Regions from separate parts of the Oryctolagus cuniculus genome. Here region 2 is linked to region 1. Evidence: chromatin contacts called from public Hi-C data. All regions are on one chromosome and are shown on one strand. Each heading gives the region's core, a stretch centred on a gene start, on an enhancer-like site or on the middle of the called end of the contact. The rest is flanking DNA. Distances are from core to core; before and after follow the strand shown. Region 1 overlaps CMSS1 (cms1 ribosomal small subunit homolog). Region 2 overlaps CMSS1 (cms1 ribosomal small subunit homolog).

What was found. Hi-C and Micro-C count contacts between places; a contact is called where the count stands out from the background.
Region 2: a contact with region 1 is called in a Hi-C map of psoas muscle, with 2.4 times the contacts expected there. The contact joins two enhancer-like sites. A contact is called at or near these places in 3 of 6 Hi-C or Micro-C datasets (embryonic fibroblasts, psoas muscle and skin fibroblasts).

The regions. Positions count from the first base shown.
Region 1 is chr4:54,345,446-54,352,893 of mOryCun1.1, reverse strand. All of the region lies in intron 1 of CMSS1 (cms1 ribosomal small subunit homolog), which reads right to left. The region is part of intron 4 of FILIP1L (filamin A interacting protein 1 like); the gene reads left to right. Among named protein-coding and RNA genes, the nearest start is that of CMSS1, 57 kb to the right of the region's middle. Within about 2 kb of position 3,798, at least 1 of the 8 cell types and tissues checked has an H3K27ac peak or open chromatin away from gene starts, as enhancers often do.
Region 2 is chr4:54,526,501-54,533,948 of mOryCun1.1, reverse strand. All of the region lies in intron 1 of CMSS1 (cms1 ribosomal small subunit homolog), which reads right to left. All of the region lies in intron 1 of FILIP1L (filamin A interacting protein 1 like), which reads left to right. Among named protein-coding and RNA genes, the nearest start is that of FILIP1L, 75 kb to the left of the region's middle. Within about 2 kb of position 3,503, at least 2 of the 8 cell types and tissues checked have an H3K27ac peak or open chromatin away from gene starts, as enhancers often do.

The DNA of each region.
Region 1 (7,448 bases), core at 2,549-5,048:
CAGTTTGGATATGTAGAAAAATTTAATAGTACTATAACCATCTGAATCATGTGTATGTTACAAATTCATTTAATTTATATTTCTCAATGAGAGTTTAAAAAAGTCAGATATGAGATTTATCATTTGAAACACTGCATTTAAAAAAAAAGTGCTCAAAATTTGTAATGTATCTATGTATTTTAAGTAATTCCAAAGCTGAGTTTTCAAAAATATTTGACAATGGTGCCTACCTCTTTGTTTCATAGGAGTTTTTTTGTTTTGTTTTTGCATATTTTATTTGGAACAATACAGGACTTTGGTTTTTATATTACAAAAGAAAAATTATGTATTAGTTGGACTGAGGATAGGCTACCCAAACTGCAGGTTAGTACTGAGAAACAGAATTTCCCCAAAACAATTATTTCAAACCTAGGGAAGCCTACCATAATGAAAAGAGAGGGACCAACACCCAGGTCACTGTGGACAAGTATGGAACATGCAATAGAAGAGCTGTTTATTTGATACAAGCTGTAATTGGAACTGAAAAATTCCTCTTTGGGACAAAGGTATTTTGCTCTTTTGAATCTAACAGAGGAAGAGAGAAATAGAAACCATCAATTATTGTTTCAACTATACCCAAAGTACCATCTGCACCATAAACTATAACTCAACTGTTGAAAATCATAACCTCTATTAAAGCTCTTAACAGCTATGTCTGCAAGAGTGTGTCTTTTATTTTTTTAAAGCAGGCAAACATCAATTTTTAAAATTTTTATATAACACACTTTAATAGTTATACTTTTTTCCATTATTAACTTTAAAGCATGGTCCAAAAAATGACCACATGGTAAGAGCTCTTTTAAAACTGAAAGTTAAACATGATTATCCTGAGTACATTATCTCACAGTGGGCTCTCTCAGTGAGCATTTCTTAGTCAGTATGATGGAAAAAAATGCTTATCATAGAAAGAACATTAATTTTTACATTTCCAAACAAAGCACACAGATAATTTTATGCTTAGTAAGTTCATTTGCTCCTTTTTGGTGATTAGCCTTAACTGTTCAGCATGGGTGTATCTGAGTGTTATTTTCCTAATGCTGTGATGAAGTCTACAGTGAAAGCACAGATCAAGCTTTGACTCTAGTCTTCTTGCAGCTCATTAATTTACCTTTTCAAAAGCTGTAAATTTTGTTTTAGGATTCTCTGTTGCTCCTTCCCTTCCTAAAAAGTACATCTGATAATAAGTGAATTTTAAAAATAAAAATGGAAAAGGAAGAATAAAAATTCCAATAATACTTTTAAGTTTATGTGCTGTTCATATCATGTGCTTCAGGGCAGAGTGAATATTTTACAAAGTGAATAAAAAATACAGATCCTCTTATTTAAAGGAAAAGGGGGCAGCAAGAAGAGAACTTTTATAAAAGACTGGATATTGTGGAGTAATAATCAGAGGATGGAAAGCAGTGAGTTTCAACCTACTTCAGAAACTGAAATGCCCTGTTATTCACATAGCACCCAAATACATCCTTACCTCTTTTTTGGGGCATATCATTAATTTTAAATTATTTTGAGAGTTTACTTAATTTGTACTTGACTGTAAATTTAGCTTCAATTTAAACTGATTGTTTTATTTCTGTAAATTATGCTTATATAAGGATTTATGGATTTAAACATGAAGAGACACTGCATATGTAGCCAGCATCTTAAACTTTCAAAACAGTATATCAATGACTGCTGCTGCCAATCCTGTAGCCTGAGCCTGAGCCTCCTACTCAATTGCTTATGCTTCATGTGTGCTGCAAGGACTTTTAGAAACTCCTCTGGTCATTTTCTACTTTTAAGTGAAATGGAACATCCGTGTCTTGAATCCCTAATTCTTTGTGGATCATCAACACTGTTATAAGCCCATCCATAGCCTTCTTCTTCTTCTTATTATTATTATTTAAGAAAAACAGAGATGAGATCCTCTCTTCTTGACCTCTATCTGCCCTAACATTGCCTCTGGCTGGGAAAGCTGGGCAAACAAAGATGGGAAGGTTGGCCAAGGAAAGTCCCTTGGTTCTTTTTCAGATATGAGAGAAACACTCCCTCTTCAAGCTTGTTCTCTCAGATGCTCTAGCAGATTAAGCTAGGACAGCAGCAGTTTGAATTCTGAGCTGAAGAACAGGGAAGTTCACCTTGGCAGGGTACTTTCTCCAAACTGACCAATCTTACACTCCTATTCTCTACTGGCTCCCAAATCTATTAATTTTTAAAGATACAATTATTATTTTTCAACAAGAAATTTGAGGAATGGTGTGTTTGTTGAGGGTAGTAGTAAGGGCTGGCAAAGAACAGACAGGTAAGTGTATCACTGGAATAGATTGGGGTATAAATAGACATATAAAACCTTGTTTCTGTTTATGATAACTACTGATTTTAGTCTAAAGGACAATTATAATCAGAAAAAAAAACCACATATTACACCAGAATAGCACATATTCGACTTTACAGATATGAGTTTGAGACATACCTTGGTAAGTTTTACTATAATGGAATGTCCCGGGCCCCAGAGAGTACGTGTGTACAAACAAGGATATGGAATTAAAAGACAAGTCTATTCTCATATGAAAAATTCCAAAATCAGTGCATATATGAGTCTTCCAAAAGTTCATGGAAAATGTGTATTATGAAAAAACAATGCATGGATTAAAAATTTTTGTTTGCAAAGACTGTTAACTCCAGTTTTTTCAAGAACTTTTTCAAGTGTACACACATACACACATATGCACACACACACACACGACATGGAATTTCCACAGAACTTCAAAGCTGAAAGAGGCTGTGGAAGTCATCTGATCCCAATGCCTCACTTTACAGAAGAACTAATTAGTGTTTATGCTATAACTTTCACTGAAAACACAAGGCAAGAGACACTGAAAGCTACTCAGAGGGGAGTCCGGGACCCCTGCATCCTTGGGCTGCATCACTCTATTGGTTTTCCCTTTAATTAATAATAGGAAGAAAGGGGAATTGTAGCTCCCAAAGCAGCCCATTAAAAAAAAAAAAAAGTAGAAAGGTTCAAAGTTCTTGTTAGTATAAGCAGGGAGAGGGAAGAGGAAAGGGGCAGGTGAAAATCAATACAGTTCAATCAGGCTGCAACTATGAAAAAGGAACTAATGGGAGGACAAGAAAAACATAAATGTACTTAAAAGTCCGATGCATGGCAAGCCCACTATCTCCTTGAAAGGTAAGAGGTGCCCTAGAAAAAGTTTGTGCTCTGTGACCAAAGCTGTTTAGGTCTGAATTACTGACTTGAAAAACTGCACTCCCTAGACCTTCCCAACTGTTAGGCTTCCTTTCAAAACTCAAAGTGACTCAATGCCTTCAAAACAACCTCCCTGAAAAAATGCAGAAGTCACCTTGCTGTCAGATTGTAAACCCTTGGTGATACCTTGTTTTGCTTTCCTTCACACCACTGATTGCAAGGACATGACATTAAATTACACATTAACTACTTGCTTTTTGTCTGTCTCCTGGATTATAAACTCTTTCAGGATCCATTTTGCACCAGCTTTATCCCCAACACTTAGGAAAGTACCCAATTAGTAGGTGTGTCACTGGGACAATAAGGGTGTTGGATAAATCTGGAAAAAAAATCAGTTATAACCTAGAAGCTTCTTATTTGGTAAGAAAAGTGTTTCTGGATACAGTGGGCTAGGGAAGGTCCCTCCTTCTGCACTTTGTTCAGGGTCAGGAACTCAAATCTTGGCCACTACTGAAATAACCACATAGAACTGATTTACAAGCACAAAACAAAATTAGGCTCAGATTAAGGCCAGACAGTGAAATCTGCTTTGTCCTGTACAGCAAGTATCATGTAGGCAAACTAAGTCAGATGTTTCTCTGCTGTCTGCTTCATCCACTCACTCTAACTCCCTCTTCAAAATAATGAGATTGAAGGTGGTGAAAGAGTACCAGGTGAATCGCTCTGGGGCACGGAATGGACTCCAAGCAAAATATGGAAGAGTACAGTGTTTCGTCCTTAATGAAGGGTAGATTCCTATAAATTTCTCTAATCTCTATGACTTACGTGATGGCCTGGAAGGTACCTGAAGTTCAAGGAGCTTCCCTTTGCAATTAATAAATACCAGCAGATTGCCTTTTCTCAAGCGTACACTTTAACTTCAGAGTTTCTGTGGGTAGTCAATGCATTTGCCAGATTTTTCAGAAAAGTGAAATTTTCGTAATTTCAAGGTTAGAGAGCTCCAGTGCCAACCTGTGAAGCCAGCCTTGGGCTTGTAATTGTGTTCAACAGCAGTAAACATTTACTGGTGTCTATCAGGCACTGAGCTAGGCACAAGAGAGGGCAAAAGGTCCAGTGACTAAGTCCACCACACATGGCACCATGTCACTAACCCAGCTGTATCTACTAGCAATGACCAGCAGCGTTGCACTAAGGAGGACTAAGATCACCAGCAGCTGTTACAAAATGGTTTCAATCATAGTATCACCCCTGCTCTTTTTAATGGAATGATAAAGCAAAGCAGATAAGAGGTCAGCTGCACCTAAAGATGAAGATAAACCCTGTGGGAATGTTTTTAAAAAGCTAAAATGCTACAGTCAACTGCCAGAATCCCTTACTATTGAACTAAATTGATGTGGATAAATAGTGTTGTCTCAATGGTCAGACTACAGAGTAAATATGGGTCAATAAATCTGAGTTCTACACTTCTTGGCTCATCCATCCGTTCATTATGTGAGCCTCCTGCACTCTAGGTTTCCACAAACTTGAAAAAAGGGAACAGTGGGGCAGGCTTTGTGGTACAGAGGGTTAAGCTCCTGCTTGGGATGCCCACATCATATATGGTTCAAGTCCTGGCTACTCTGCTTCTGATCCAGTTCCCTGCTGAAGGAGGGGAAACAGCAGATGATGGCTCAAGTACCAGTATCCCTTGCCACCCTTGTGGGAGTCCTGGATGGAGTTCCTGGCTCCTGGCTTCAGACTAGCCCAGCTCTTGTCTATTGAGGGCATGTGGAGAATTCACTAGTAGATGGAAGATTTCTCTGTCCCCGTTTATCTGGCTTCCAAATACATACATAAATCTTAAAAAAAAAAAAAAAAAAGTGGTGGTGGGGGGAAACAGTGTCACCTTTCCTAAGTAACTCTCCATACTAGGTAAGGATTTAACAGTAGGCAATAACCCCTAAGGGGAACTCTGATCATACAGAGCAAACTATTAAAAAATGTTTTTTAACAAAAACAAGCTACTGATTGTACTATTACAGAGACAAGTCAGCTAAAGAAAATGGAGGTAATATGAAGAAAAGAATCCACATGTAAGACCAGGAAAGATTAACATAACTGCAGTACTTGAGCCTGTGAGAACTCTAAATCATTGTATTAGAGCAGCTTCAAAGTGAGGTCAGCCCTCCAAGATAGGCCATTCTGACAGAAGCAAATCTGTCAAATTTATTGTGTCTCATGGCCTACCAGTCCTGGGCACAAAAGTTTAAAGGTGAAAGTTTTCTCTCTCTCTTTTTGTTAAATGAACCAAAATAAAAACAAATATTTGAGCAGAGATCATAAGAGGAATGTAAAACATTTATCACATTTTGGGTTGACAAGACTTAAGTGGTTTTGTTAACTTTAAAGAAAAGGAGTGCATGGGAGGCTGTGGAAGTGCCTTAGTCTTAGCTTGTTTGTTAACCGGGGATGGCAGAAGAGATAAATCACTCTGTAGAGTTTGGTGAAAATGAATCTATGCTGCTAAAGGAAAAATTATATACTTTTTATCAAAATAAACACTCATTATTAAAAGAAATACATTGTGTCTGATGTTGCACATTATCCTTGAGGCATTCATAACTGACTATATGTAGACCTGCCAAATAATGGAAAGAACAACTTGGGTCAAATGATTTGGGGTTCCACTCATCTCCCCCAGAACTATGTCCCATAAGATTCTTCTTAAAGTCCCGTAAAATTCATTAGACTAAGCAAAGCTGTAAACAATCACAGGCAGTTAAGGCTCTCTTGCTAATTTCCCCCATCTGGATTTCATGTAAATTTGTCTCACTCACTGCATAGTTCTCCCTTCTCAGAAGTGACAAGACTAAAACTCTACTGATCTTCTTCTGATGTAATAACAAGAGTGAGTCAGCTCTGAGAAAGGGTGACAGTCTCCAAAGAAGTGATTCTTCTTACCTCTCGTCTGGTCATCATTTCTATCTGGAGTTCAAACCCTTGTAGGGGATTAAAAGGCTATCTTTCCTTGAAAAAGCTTAGTTGGTTTAAGAGCAAGATAAATACACCAAAACAAGTTATAAAATAGCACAAAACAATATAGAACCTCTGTGTCATAAAACTGTAAGGACTTGGGAACTCAGCAAAGGGAAAATCAGTCAGGGTTAGACAAGTTATAGAACATTCAAGAAAAGGATGGGAATTGGAATATAAGTGGGGGCTGCAGGAGCTACTCAACAGGGCACTCTAAAAAGGATGGCAGATTTATTTCTTGGAAACCTACTATGAAAAAAGAGTCTGAGGTAAAAAGAGAAAATAGACTTGAACCAGGATCAAGAACACCCCCACTCTGTTAAATCCATTATTTGGCCTTCAGAACTTCTTGGACTTTGGAAGGAAGAAAGGCATCTAATTGATTTCAGTTCTTAAAGGTTAAATGTGATAATAAAGCAGTTTGCAGGGTGCCAGGCCTCAAGCAGCTACTCTATGAAGAGTACCCATTGCTTGCTAGTTATGCCAGGCTCCCCAAAATGATGCCACTTTATCTGGTATTACAGTAGGATTGTGCCAGGCTGAGGTGTACCAGGGGTTGCTCCAATGCCAACAAAGTGCTTGCAGGATGCAACCCTGAAGAGCTCATGTTCTTTAGCACCTGTCATAGTAGAATAAAGGACTAAGCTTGTTAGAGAGAAGACATGTCTCTAGTGACTATTGTCAGCCACTCTGAAAAAAGAGGTTATCCTTTATCCTGATTCCCCTGCTTGAAAGTCATCCATCTTCTGCAAAACTCACACACCCATTCCTAAAGATGCCATCATCACCTAAAGAAACATGTTACGGAGGGGCTGGGTTGTGGTGCAGCAGCATGGGTTCGAGACCCGGATGCTTCACTTCTAATCTAGCTCCCTGTTAATGCACCTGAGAAAGCAGTGGAAGATAGCCTCTGCACCCATATAGGAGACCCAGAAGAAGCTCCTGGATCCTGGCTCTGGTCTGGCCCAGTGCTGGCCATTGTAGCCATTGGGAATAAACTGGTGAATGGAAGGTCACTCCCTTTCTAGTCTGTCTCCAACTCTGCCTTTCAAATAATGAAAACAAATAAATCTTCATGAAAGAAAGACAGAAAGACGGAAGGGAGGAAGGGAGGAAGGGAGGAAAGGGAAAAAAAGAAAAAGAGAAAGAGAAAAAGAAAAAGAGACATGTTATGGAGTAAAGGACCTAGACAGCAGGTGAATACAAAATC
Region 2 (7,448 bases), core at 2,254-4,753, 180 kb before region 1:
AAGAATCACAAGGCTCTCAGGTCAAACATATCCAAAACTGAACTTGGAAACTTTCACTCAGGAAACAGCATTTCATGTCAGAAAACTGGAAGTCATCAGTGACACTCTCCTATTCCTCAATTCAAACAATCCAGACAGCCACCAGGACCTGTCAACTCTACCTCCTAAACCTCTCCTGGGGTCCATCCACTTCTCCATTGACTGCCACCTCCACCTCTCACCTTTTCAGTGATTTCCTTACTGTTCTTCTCTAATCCACTGTGTGATGAGATACAACCATCAAAGAGATTCAAACACAAGCATGGTCATTTTTAACCCATAAAAAAATCTCCCAATGGCTACTCACTGCTATTAAAAAAGGTCCAAATTTCTTGCCAGTGCTAACAAGGCCCTCCCTAACCTGGCCCAGCCCTCTTGTTCAGTGGGCTCCAGTCTAGCTTGTCTCCTCCCATTTCCTCTTTTATTCCAAGTTCCTTCCTGATTTGGGCCCTAGGAACAGGCTTTCCTTCATTCTGTGATGCTCTTTGTTATCAAACTCTTATCCATTCTTTGAGCCTCACCCTAACTATTATTACACAAAACATGCTTTCCTGTTCTTTGATTAAGATTCCCCCGTGACACTTCTTTATACTTATCAAGATCAAAATACTCAGTTCAATGTTTATTTTTCTTTCATTTCCCCAACTGAAGTAAAACTCCATGAGGGCAAAGATCTTCTTTGTCTTCTACTAACTGTATCTGCTGTGCCTTGCACAATGTTTGGCACATAAAAAATGCTCAATAAATATTTTTAAATGAATAAATGAGACAAGTAACTGGCTTCAGTCACAGGATTTGAATCCAAATCTCAATGAATCTTGTTCTATGAAAATCTTGTAATGCAGAAAAGGACTTTTTATAAACCCAACATTTGGCAATTTGATTCAGGGATGTAAAATTTCCAAGGTTCAAAGTCCTTACTGACTCAAATGGATGGATAGATAGATAGTTGAAAGGAATGGATTCCAGGGTGTACTGAGACGGAAGGAACCTATCTCCAACAGCAGATGTGGTGTAACAATCATCCACTGACCTGCAGGAGCAGTCCAAATAGAGAAAGGGGGTATGGATGGGAGAGAGGGATCTTAAAGACTGCCAAGCTGCTATAGCTTCAACAAAATAAGATTTAATAACAGAGAAAATGAAACTTTAATGTAGCTGAAAATAACAGATACAGACAGCTTTTGGAACATAATCTCTCAAAGGGGTAGAAAACTTAATGGATATGTTTTTCTGCAGGTATCTCCTCTCTTTTCCTTTCTTGTGTGTGTGGGTGGGGGGGGGGATTGGAGCAGATAAGGCAGAATAGGGTAAGAAGTGGACCACTGGAAATAGCATCTTTGAGCTACAAGGACTGGGGAGTAATTCTTTTTATTTTGAGACCTCCATTACTATAGTTCTTAAATCATTCTCTGCTGGGTGGTCTGTCATTGACCCTCAAATGGAGGTGAACAGAGATGAGCACACAAGAGTCTAACCAGCCCAGGTTGCATTAGGCCCTTATCTCCCATGTTCTGTTGGTACATCAGGTTTTTTTCTACAAAAGCGTAGGACTTCACATTTTTCCATGATGAGTGTGGAAAAGCAAATGTTACATTTGCCCTATTTGTCAAGAGGTCCAGGAACTTCAGCTGTGTTCCTCTTTTTCAATCCATTTTTTTTCCCTTGATCTGTCCCAGCTTTTCACAAGAAACACTCAATTATTAGGAACTTTAAAAAGTTTATTTTTCTTGTTGCTGTTCCATTGTGTGGATAAAATGTTAATTGCAACAGAGTTATCAGATACTTGGCAAAAGAAAAAAAAAGGCTGTTCACTACTCCCTTGTGTTTTCCATAAAAGGTAATAAAATTCTACAGTAAATTTCGTATCATCCAACATGTTTAGAATTGTTTTGGTTAATTATGTACTCTGGTTAATAGTATCTGAACCATATATGTGTCACCAATTTCCAGAGAATTTAAATAAAATACACTTAGTATTAAAATGACACAAAATCCTAATATTACCTTTGGTAAGTCAGAAGGCGCACAGAATCTTGTAGCACTCTGTGTCACAATTCTGAACATTTTATTGCATGGTAGGGCTTATAGGCTGGCTAATAAACATCAGACAACAGAGTTGAATCTGTTATTGGCTGGGCACAGAGCCAACTGTATTTGTTTCTGGCTGGTCTTACTAGAATACAAAAAAACAAAGATTCACATTGAGTTTGACATTCATGGTACTAAGTTCTGTGATCAGATAATTCTGTTTGCTTTTAAGAGAAACATTAGGAGCTTGTGGGCTTTTCCTAATTTCACTTGTTAATTTTTTTCCTTTAGTGTCAGAATTTCTGTCCTTCTCAGCTCCTTTAATATGTAACAATAACTACGTTTAAAGACAAAATTTCAGCATTTCTATTAATCTGACAATGTTCAGGGGCCTGTTGGAGACCAAAAATCTGACCTTACCTCAAAAGAACAAGAAAAGTAGACCCAGGTGACAGGAAGAGGAAGTGACACAGACCATATGACAGAGGATAGAGGGAGTGAGATGGCAAGGGCTCCTGTTCTCACTGCTCTGTGCCTTTCTAATTTATCTTTCGGCTGTCATTATTATTTTTTTTTTTCAAAGCAAATTGCAGTTGGGGTCAGCAAGTGATGTACTTTCATCTTGAAAGAAGAAAAAGTTGAGAGCTATCAAGGTAGAAACAAGTTACTCTTTCTCCTGAATTTTACAGTTAAAAAGATCCTCAGTAGATCTAAAACCATGGTATTTAAACATAAATATTTCCCTCCCACCCATAGCTGGGCTGTCTGCACTCATCCCCCTTCCAAAAACCAAATACATACAACTAATTCTATTTTCTTGGTAAGGCAATTGTTGATTAATGAATCATCTTTCCTGTAATTTTTATTTTTTCTGCAGCCTGACTTTGGCTAGGTTCCCTGGCATTCCTGTTGAGGTATGTAATGGAAAATTTGACCTCACACTCTTTGCTTTTTTGTAACATCACAAAACACTGATATAACAGGCTACAAAAAAGTAGTGTGGAGATGAAGGGATCCACAGAAAGAAAAAGCTGAGTGTGGAAAGAACAAAGATACACTAAATCATCTGGAAAGTAAATATTTAGCTTCATAGACACGGAGTTACATTTATCTTCAAGAACAGCTCATTTGTTACAGCTTAGGATGTCACAGTGTTTCCATCATAATTCCGCTTTTCTAAAGAGACTGTAAACCAGCCATAAAAAGCCATTCTCAAAATTAACTTGGAACACAGGCAGACCATTTTGTAGATCCCATAAGTTGTTTCAAAATGGTGACTTAGGGTGGGGTAAGCAGAAGAAAGGTGTCAGGAAGTGATTTCTTGCAGTTAGCTATACCTGAGTTGAAATAAAACTTTGGCAATCACCCTCCTGTGATCACATCCAACTGTCTAAGGAAAATGTAACAGGTCAGACAGAGTCAACTTGCTAACTGTGAAGCTTGGGGTTTGGCAGTACAGACCTGCTTTAGAAGGTCTTTCAACAAAATTCATAGAGGAATGAATGAATTGGTTATGAAAACTGTATTTTCTCTTTTAAAAATAAAACCTTACTCCTTTCCCTAAATCAAAGGAATTATTTCTTCAAATGCATAATCCAGACTCAAGGGGACATGTACCCAGCTATTGATTTAAAAGTTTCTCTATCTATAGCCTAATGCTACAACTGGAAAAAATACCCACTTGGTTGTAATGCAGGCTGAGTCCCACACAACCGCCATCACCATCCTCTCAAAATGTCACAGCTCCTGGTATAGGACATCTTGTGCAGCCTGTACCACCCAAATGAAAAGTTTCATGATAATAACATTACGTATGTATTATCAACCCAGATAGTACCTGTGGCTGTCAGAATGCCTACACAAGGGAGTGTTCCATTTCATCTAAATGTGTGAAAAAAGGAAGAGGGTGGAGGGAGAGAACAGATTCAGAGAAGTCTGTACAAATCACTAATTAGTTAGGCTGCTAGAAAAACATGCAGATGTTTGCTGATGCTACCTAAACTGTCCCATCTGTATGCTCTTCCATATTGAAAACAGAGGGCTGTTAATTGGGACTAAAACATAATTTTCAGGAGAGCTTTAACATACTGTTTATGGGATAGGTAATTAGTCTTTTTTTTTTTTTTAAGATTTACTTATTTATTTGAAAGTCAGAGTTACACAGAGAGAGGAGAGGCAGAGAGAGAGAGGTCTTCCATCCAATGGTTCACTCCCCAACTGGCCACAACAGCTGGAGCTGCACTGACCTGAAGCCAGGAGCTTCTTCTGGGTCTCCCATGTGGGTGCAGGGGCCCAAGGACTTGGGCCACCTTCTACTGCTTTCCTAGGCCATAGCAGAGAGCTGGATCAGAAGTGGAGAAGCTAGGTCTCAAACCGGTGTCCATATGGGATGTCGGCACTTCAGGCCAGGGTGTTAACCCGCTGTGGCACAGCGCCAGCCCTGGGTAATTAGTCTTTATTTGAATAATCAATAATTTCTGTTTTTAAAAGGATGGCGTTAAATGGAGAAGCATGAAATATGAAAATAAGCCAAATGAGAAGAATTTGTCTTTAAGTGGTAACAGATAGTTACCTGTCCCAGAGCCTGTCTTAGGTTCCTACTTCTCTTGACTTTTGTAGGTGCAGGAAGAAAAAGGAGTATTCAGATAGCTTGGAGTGAGTCTATTTAGCTAACTATAAAATGCAGGTGGGTTGATACAGTTGTTAATTATAAAGCCATCAGAAGAAAAAATTACCACATACCATTTAATATCCTACTTAGGGGAAGGACTGAAATCCTGGCTGAGCAGAGATTTGGTGATACATTCAAATATCAAGTTCAGGGAGGATGCTCTTCTAGATTCTGTTGGACTCCTAAAAATTTCCTAGGCCTTATTTGGTTTCTGGCCTTCCTGACATACATCTGGCATCCTACATTTTATAGCAAGAAGAAATCTTACACTGCCTAATTGGAGATAAGTTTTACTCTTCTTTCAAGGGGTACAAACCAAGTTGGTATTTTGGTAGAGGTCCACTAAGAGCTTTATGTTTTGTCGCTCTTTAATGTTCCTGCAGCAGGTGAATTTAATAATAATTTATAAGTTATACATCTGTGACTAAAACCACTGAAAAAGTAATTGACCATTTTTTTTCCTTAAAAGAGAAGGAGGGAAAAAGGGAGGAGGGGGAGTGTTTGTGGGGGAGGGGGGAGAGAGGGAGAGAGGAGAGAGGGAAAGAGGGAGAGAGGGAGAGAGGGAGAGAGGGAGAGAGGGAGAGAGAGAGAGATGGATTTTCCTCATCTGTTGGTTCACTCCCCCAAATGCCTGCAACAGCTGGGGCTGGGGAAGAAGAAAACTAGAAGTTTGGAACTTCATCCAGGTCTCTCCACATGGGTGGCAGCGGCTCAAATACTTAAGCCATTGCCTACTGCCTCTCAGGGTACACATTAGTAGGAAACTGGAATTGGAAGTGGAGCTAATATCTGAACCCAGGCACTTGGTATTTATGGGCTATGGATATTCCAAGTGGCCTTAACCTATGCATCAAATGCCTGCCCTTGACCAGTTTTTTGAAGGTTAAATCAACAAGCAAACCAAACTGCGACAGATAAAATGCATAATGGTTTTCATCATTACACTGAAAGTCTTGGGAATGTGTCCATGTTTGATGAACTGTCACTGTAGATATTCCTTTCTTCAGCAGTAAGAAAAGTATAGTTTTCTATAAATATTAAGTTTAGGAGTTTTCCAACATCTATTAAGCCTAAAATTAATGAATCTATCTCTTAAGACCAAATTCTCATTTTCCTAGGTAAATAGTTTTACATTTATCTTTCCTGAGATACTTTATATATATTCAGGCACATATATGTATGTTTATTCTTTCTGTTTTTTTATATGCAAATGTTAGCACACAATGTACAAAATATATTATATACTATGCTTCTTTTGGGCTAAACAAAAGCTTTGGGTGACCTTTCAACTAATAAAAGGCTTTCTAAACTTTGTTGATAGAAACACAATATTCAATAAATAGGGTATATTCTATTTACTTAACCAGGTCTACAAAATCACACTTAGGTTATTTCAGTCTTCTGCTACTACAAATAATGTCTGTTAATTTTTGAACTAAACCAAATAGTTAGAAACTGCATCTGACTGACTAGTTTTGCCTGTTCCTTCTTTCTACTCCAATTCTCTATGAGCACCAAAATGGTGTAAAAAGAAGAGATAACGTGCGAATTTAGCTAATCATCTTTTGGATGAATGAATGTCTTATTCTTCTTTGTCGATATTGAATCCATATATATATATATATATATATATATATATATATTTGGTAAGGATACCAACATCCTCTTTTCTAAGTATTTATTTATTTTAAAGAATCACACACACACACACACACACACACACACAGAGAGAGAGAGAGAGAGAGAGAGAGAGAGAGAGAAATCTTCCATCTGCTGGTTCACTCCCCAAATGGCTGCAATGGCTGGAGCTGAGCCAATTGGAAGCCGGGAGTCAGAAGCTTCTTCCGGGTCTCCCACGAGGGTGCAGAGGTGCAAGAATTTGGGCCATTCTCCACTGCTTTCCCAGGCGCATTAGCAGGGAGCTGGATCAGAAGTGGAGCAGCCGGGACTTGAACTGGTACCCACATGGGATGCCAGCACTGCAGGCAGGGGCTTTAACCCACTGCACCACAGCGCTGGCCCCTCCCTCCCTCTCTCCCCCTCCCTCTCCCTCTCTCTCTCTATATATATATTGAGCCTATATATCTATATCTATCTATCTATCTATCTATCTATCTATCTATCTATATATTGAGCCTATCCAATACAATATCCTTGTATTTTATGAGAGGAGATAAGTGATAAAAGAGAAAACCCAATGGATTCAGAGCCACTTAATGGAAGGAGACATCCTAAAACTTGGCTTCATGTGGTTTGAAAAGCTTCTCAGGTAATTGTGAGAAAGGAATCTGAATAGAGCTTCAGTTCTTCAAAGGTCTTAATCTGTACTTTGGGACAAGTAATCATCACTATCATTTTCCTCAAAAGCATACTTATACACAGCTTTGTGTGACCAGCTTTCCAAAGCCAGCCAGATGAAAATAAACTGTTATCAGCACAAAGATTAAAAACAAATGCAGGTGTGCCTCAATTTACAGGGGAGTTTAGAAAACTGTGTCTATGATAATAACATAGTTACAGATTTTACAATTTGAGCATGAAGATTGCTAAAAAGATTTCTGTAGCAATTTTATAAGAAGAAAGAAAATTTGCATTCCTCAGTTTATCTTAGGGTAAGATTTCAGGATTTCTGCATGTTGAATTTGCTTTATTTAAAGTGAAGTTAACTCTATATGTGAATGCACACATGTATTTGCTTTAATCTTTT